2 separate regions of the Mus musculus genome follow, and region 1 is linked to region 2. A link is a contact called in public HiChIP or PLAC-seq data. All regions are on one chromosome and are shown on one strand. The core of a region is the stretch at or near the end of the contact, and the rest is flanking DNA. Distances in the headings are between cores, read along the strand shown.

Region 1 (3,328 bases), core at 707-3,206, 200 kb before region 2:
CCAAAAAAAAAGCAGCAGCCCAGATCCTCATCTAACTTACAGTCTGGTGGCCATGCTGAGAAACTAGGCTCCAGTGTGTTTGTGTGTGTGTGTGTGTGTGTGTGTGTATTTGTGTGTGCGCACGCACACGCAGTTGCATGCACATACCTGTACAGGACTATTCTCCTAGCCAAACAGCTGTCATCTAAGGGGTTCAGCTGTTCCTACTTGCAAAAGATTGTCCCCGCTGCTGGGATCGTGGATGGTTTACAACCCCTCATAAAGGGGTGGGAAGGGTGCTGCTCAGCCTGTGATGGTCATCTGAATACCTAGCTGCTTCCAGTCACCCACTGTTTGCAGCCCTTCTCCAAGAGCACTTGGCCTCAAGGAGGGGCTGGTGTCTCTAGGCTGGGAAAGGCTAGGGAAGGGGAAATGTGCTTAAGTTAGCACCCCATTGTGCTCCATAAGCTAGCTCAGTAACTGAGTTGGTTTGTCCTTTGAGACCTTAGGAGGCAGGGTAGATGCTGCCTATGTCTCCTCTTGGGATGGGATGTTAGAAACGAGTGTGTAAGGCATGTCTGGAGGGCTGGGATGGCACAGAGCAGCATGGACTGAAGGATTCATAGGCCTTGTTGAACCATTTGGCTCATCTGGAGATAGTTCCCAAAGAAGCTCCTGATTCATGTGGAATGCTTGCTCTACACTCCGCCAGGGCTGTGGCTCTGCACTCCTTCATATGCTCATGCGGTTGGCGTGACTGAACTTTGGGGCCTCCCTCTGACCTGACTGATCCTAGACTTTACTCCTTCACAGTCAGATGCAAGCCAGGTCTTCTTCATTTGCCCTTCTCACCTCTCTTCTGGGGAGATGGTCCGGTTGTTTCTTTAACGTCCCTGGCTTTGTGGTCAGCAGTTTGACTACTAAGGAACAATTTCAGATGATTTGGGGCACAGGACTCATGGAATTTACAGAAAAGCCACACTGGGAGGCCTAGGAAATGCAGAAGCTGGAACAGTCCCAAGGAGCATAGCAGACAACATTTGTGGACCTTTACGAAGGGGGTCCCATCATTTGCATGGCTCAGCTTTTGTACCTCTTGATATAAATAGTCAAGAGAAAGGTATGTGAATTCCTTGTGCTTTAAAATCCACCCTGGTCTATTTAATGGTGGGTGAAGACTAGCCTTCCATGAAAGAACTTGGTGGTAGGGACCTAGGGCAGCTTTGGTGCAGGCTGCTGCTGGCAGGAGGCTTGCAGCAATGTGTTGATTTCTCTTCCCAAGCAGGAGAGAGAGTTAATTTAATACTTAAATTACAGGGACAAACCCCTGGCTCTGCCCAAACACTCTGCTCACCCTCCTGGGTCTGAGTGTCCTCCAACGTTGCTTCCTTGTTCCCTGTTATCAAACAGGTCTCATGGAAGGCACTGACCTGTGATTTTTGTGTTGTAAAAAAGCCAGGGTGTTTGATGCTCACATTTATCCGCTAGGGGAAAACACACACACACACACACACACACACACACACACACACACACACACACATTAAATGAGACTAATGGACTCTCGGGCACATGCACATTCCATTGCAACCGGCCCTGGGCCAGGCCACGCTGATTTTTCAGGTCGCAGATCTCCACGCAGCTGAGGTAGAGCCAAAAGGTCTGTCAGCTGCTGAACTTCCTCCCTCCAGGCTCCTTCCCTATCGAAATGCTTTCGAAAAGACTGTGTCTCCAGAGTTAAAATCCTAACGTGAAGCCAAAATCCAAGCCGATGACACTATTTAAAATGAGAGTTATCAAGTCACAGGTCCAGAGGGAAGGCCTCTTTGACCTAACGCTGAGCAATTTCTTATAGCCTTGCAGTCCATTTGAATCCCGGAGAGCTGAGTTTTCATTAAGCCTACTACTTACTGGAAGTGAGTGTCCCGCATCCGTCTGCTCTGGGTCCTAGGTCTTACCAGCAGCAGGCTCTAGGTGGAGCTACAATGCAACTTTAGTCACCTCAAAGTCCGCAGAAAAACTTAAGGAAATCACAGTGCTCAAAGACACTATATAGTAACACCATTTATGAAAAGGGGTACAACAATCACCACGTGGAGGCTTCTGTACGGGAGGCAGGCTAGGAGTGGGTGGGGTTGGTGACCACCGTTTTCAGTGACAAGTGGAAAGGCTTGTGGTGGCAAGGAATATGTAACTATTGGTGGTTTGTCAAGTCTTAATCCAAGAATCACTGTTCTCTTACCTCATGGGCGGAGAGAGGGCAGGCAGAGAGAATGGAAAGCCCGAGAAACAGAAAAAACAAGAGAAACACGAATTTAAAATATATATAATTGTAATTGTTTTATCTTGAAGGAGAATTTGGTCTAAGGCACACAAAATTCCTCTGGGTTCATACTTGAACCACGGAATTAAAGAGTGATGATCATTCAGGGTAGAGGGTCTTGATTAAAGGCTCTTGTTCATGAGTGGCCAGTGAATAAAAAGGAGCTAAGAGACACATCAGATATCTTTGCTTAGGGGGAACATAGGCTAATAGTTGTTTGTGTTAGGTTTATGTTTCTCAAGACGAATTTTGATGACTTTGGGGCTATATGGAAAGTCCTAATCTGAACCTTGATTTCTCTTGTTTTCCAAGAACACGTCCATCTTCTTACATTTCTAAAGTACTCTAACTCTCTGGTTCTCAGCCTGGATCAAACAGCACCAGCGTAGCACTTGTTAGAGAAGAAAATTCTTGAGCCATACCTGTGTTGGTTTATCATTACTGTCCACTTAACTCTATTAGGAATCACCTATGAGACATACTACTGGGTTATTTATAGATGATGATGATGTGTGTATGTGTGTCTCCAGGTATTTATGTAACACAACATATGGTTGTGAGCCACCATGTGGGTGCTGGGAATTAGACTCAGGTTCTCTGGAAGAGCAGAAACTGCCACTAACCTTTGAGTCATCTCTCCATTGACACATCCATCTGGATGTGTCTGTGAAGATGTTTTCAGAGAGGTTTAACTGAGGAGGAAAAGACCCACCCTGAATGTGGGTGGCATTGTCTCACGGGCTGAATTAAATGGAAGCAAAGGAGAGTGTGATTGGCTGACTCATGCCCCTGCTGGCGTTATTTACTTGCCATGATGGGCAATTTACCCATGAGCTAAAATAAACCCGTCCCTTGTTAAGTTTACCACAACCATGTTGTCACAGCCATGAGGCGGGGGATATGGGGCTTAGTGGGCTATAGTTCAGCTGTTCCTCCAGGTGCTTCTGAAACCTGCTGAAGTTCAAGTATACTAACTCCAGAGTCTCTCAAAATTTCACAGGGTAAAGTTGGAAGAGATAGGTGACC
Region 2 (3,492 bases), core at 365-2,864:
GAAAGTAATTCCTTCAGCTTATTGTCCTCTCGTCTCCACTCAGATGCTTTAACACACACACACACACACACACACACACACACACACACACACACACGATGGTTTAAAAATCTCAATTGCAAGCAGTTATGAGGCTGACAAAGGAGAGCAAGAGCTATACTTGAAGCTATACCATAGAACTGTGCTGGCACTTTCAAGCCATGAAGTGGCTGACCGACCCAGACGAGGGAGTTCAGGCAATTGCTGAAGACCTTTAGATCTCTCGGTTTACCTGCCCAGACATACCCAGGAAATAGAATTCAACTTATTGTTACTACTCCCCCAGATTAATAATCTGAGAAGCAAACAAGTGTGCTCCTTGTGAGACAAAGGGCAGCACTACCCTCACCTCCAAGATGAGAAAGAGCACTCCGCACCACGCTTTTGTGAGCATTGGATGGTAAAATGCATAGCTGAATGAGCCCTGAGTAATGCTGGATCCCCTCATTGACCGTTTCCATGGCTGCAAGGAATTGCCCCTTCTGAGAATGGCTTTCCAAAGTGGACACAGCGCTTAGAATTTGCATATCTGCGATTCTCCTTGCAACAAGGCAGGACTGTGAATAAAGCACAAACCAATAACTGCCTTTCCTGTCAATGTACAAGGCTCCCCAGAGAAGAGCTATGAGCATCTCCACCTTCCCCGAGGGTGGCCTTGAGCTTTGGACCTCTTAGCCTCCAGTGCTGGGATGACAGGGCTACAAAAGGATAATGGCTTCTGTTCAAACATAAACCTCAGTGTAACAGGAGCCTGGTGCATAGCTTACACTGTGGCTTTTGCCCAAGTACTGCTGAAAAGACCAGCAACTCCCCATGCAGAGACATTTCAGATCAGTTCCACTTCCTTTCCTAGCATCTCCTAGTTTGAAAACATTTCTCCTTCTGACTACACACAAAAGAGAGAGCTATAAAATCCTCATGCTGCGTTTGAGTGCTGGTCACTCCACTGAAGCAGACCTGGGAACCCAAAATGTTTTTTGTTTTGTTTTGTTTTTCAAATGGTGATTCATAAGGACTTGGTCATTAATGGGAAGAAAGTAGGAGTTTGGATCCTGGACGTAGGCAGCCTGGACTTGCTTCCTAGCTCTGCCACCTCACTGTCTACGTGACTTGGACAAAGTCACTGATTCTTGCCAAGCTTTGGTTTACTCGTGTACTGAGCAAGAAGATAATTGTATGCATCCTATAGGGTTGCAGTGATGAGTAAGGAAAGCAGGCTGGAGCTGCAAGTGGCATGGAATGCATAGCAGATACGAGCCAGCCATAATTAATACCATCATGTTCTGGGAAATGGGGAGGGAGGGGAGGTTTGGGGCCTTGAGGGAAACTGTGACCCAAAGGAAAAGGGCACAGCTAGCAACAGCCAGGCCTGTGACAGGGAGAGGCATAGAAAAGAGCACTGTACGGGAGGTATACGACCAGCTGCCAACTCCTAATGGGACAGGAGTGGTTGGCTCCTTGACAGGGATCTGCCACCCCAAAGCCCCTTTAGAATTTGACAGTCTCCATGATACTCTGTGGAATTCCTAGATACAATCTCCCTGCCAGCTGGCCCAAGATTTGTTCCAATGAGGATGACACTATAGCACAAGGCTGAATCAGTGACAGTCCCTTTGTTCTGTCTCCCAGACTCCTGCGTGCCGGTGTACAGACATGTCCAGCTTGGCAGGCAGCTGACATCTGAAGGATTCAGGTTGTTATCAGACGGACACTCACTAAACAGTATCCCTCCCGGCCTCTGCGGGGCATGCAGCCGTGCACGTAGGCCTGCATACCTCCTATCTCTGCCCAGGCAATTACATGCCAGCCACCCTGCCCCATTCCAAGACAGCTGGAGCCAGCTGGGGCACAGTGCGCGGCCAGGGACAGGAGCCAAGCAGTTTTTTCTCTCTCCATCCTTTTTGATGCCACGATGATTTTCTTCTAAGCAAAGGCCTGGACAGCAGTGGTCAATGTGGAGAAACCAAGCTGCAAGAACTTGAGACTAAGCTGTGCCTGCGCTGTAAGGGAGCTAATGGGCTCAGGACAGAGGACCAGGAAGCAGCTTCCTCCCTTCCTCTCCTGGTCTCAGACTGCCCCGAGAATTAGGCTCAGATCTGGGTTTAAACACTGCTGTGGGACTCAGAGTCTGCATGAGAAAGGTATATGTGTTGGCCCGGGTCCTTGCCCAGGGTCCAGGTTTGCAACACACCTGTGCTGGATAGTTTTATGTCAACTAAAGTCATCTGAGGGAGCCTCAATTTAAAGAAAAAAAAAAGACCTCTGTAAGATAAGGCTGTAGGCAAGTCAGTAGGGCATTTTCTTAATCAGCGATTGGTAGGAAGAGGACCCAGACGGCTGTGGGAAGTGCTGTCCCTCAGCTGGGTTCTTTAAGAAAGCAGGTTGAGCAAGCCATGGAGAACAAGTCCGAAAGCAGCATTCCCCCCCCCCCCACCCCCCATGGCCTCTTCATCAGCCTTTACCTCCAGGTCCCTGCCCTATCTGAGTTCCTGATCTGACTTCCTTTGGTGATAACCTGCGATGTGGAAGCTTAAGGTGAAAAAACCCCTTTCCTTGCAAAGTCGCTCTGGTGACGGCATTTCCTCACAGGAATAGTAAGCCTCACTAGGATGCCACCCAACTGCTTCTCAAAACAGAAAGAACAAGGCCAGGCCTTTCTGACTGTCTGTGACAACTCCCCATAGTTTGTGGCATCTTCTTGTGTGTGTTCTCTTACGTACCGTGTTGGAACACTAATGTCAGGACCACTTACTGACAGCTTGCTCTGCACCCTGCAGTTTGTAAGGGTGCTCGGAGTAGTCCTGAGTAGTCCTTTCTTGCAGACGAGGACCCTGAGCACTGTGATACAATATTAGGAAACTTGGTCAAGGACCCCCCCAGACAGAAACATGTAAGGCTAGCATCCGAATGAGGTTGTGTGACCCAGAGCAAGCTCCAACCACTGAGACGCTCAATCCCCTGTCATCTCTGTTGACCGCTTGCCAAGGATCAGACCAACATCTGAGAATGTTGTTCCCAGTCTTTGCTTGGGCAGGGGCTGGATCCTTTACGTGATTGACACTTGGGGCTAATTTGTTACATCCTTGCTGTTAGTCAAAACACTGCAAAATGGACTTATTTCCTCACTGGTTTCTAGCTTGTCGGGTTTGCGTGGTGCTGAGGAGTGAAGGGCTCACTAAGCAAGTTCTATGTGTTATCTTAGAGCTAACAAGGAGAGCCACAGTCACATGAAATGGCTTCTACAAGACTCCACTCAAAAGAAAAAGAACCTTTCTAGACGCGGGAAGTGGCCCACCCTGCCCTTCCTCTCCAGCTCTCTGCTCACACTTCCAACTCAAGGCCTTTGGTTGATAAAGTACCTACCGCTCCAAGGCCTTTACACCTCCTGGGACATTTCATAGCTCTTGGAGTTGGCTCCTCACCCCTCCGGGTTCAGCTTAAGAGTTTGATAAG

What was found. HiChIP or PLAC-seq counts read pairs in DNA pulled down with a chosen protein or histone mark.
Region 1: a contact with region 2 is called in an H3K27ac HiChIP or PLAC-seq map of heart atrium, with 7 times the contacts expected there. The contact joins two enhancer-like sites. A contact is called at or near these places in 1 of 484 Hi-C or Micro-C datasets (bone marrow-derived macrophages) and 5 of 115 datasets of contacts at active chromatin or transcription factors (CD8 T cells, bone marrow-derived macrophages, cardiomyocytes and 2 more).

The regions. Positions count from the first base shown.
Region 1 is chr12:54,488,504-54,491,831 of GRCm38.p6, reverse strand. No RefSeq gene overlaps it. Among named protein-coding and RNA genes, the nearest start is that of Gm36213, 11 kb to the right of the region's middle. Within about 2 kb of position 1,956, at least 12 of the 459 cell types and tissues checked have an H3K27ac peak or open chromatin away from gene starts, as enhancers often do. A contact at or near this core is called in heart atrium, where this site is marked.
Region 2 is chr12:54,285,398-54,288,889 of GRCm38.p6, reverse strand. No RefSeq gene overlaps it. Among named protein-coding and RNA genes, the nearest start is that of 1700104L18Rik, 54 kb to the right of the region's middle. Within about 2 kb of position 1,614, at least 53 of the 459 cell types and tissues checked have an H3K27ac peak or open chromatin away from gene starts, as enhancers often do. A contact at or near this core is called in heart atrium, where this site is marked.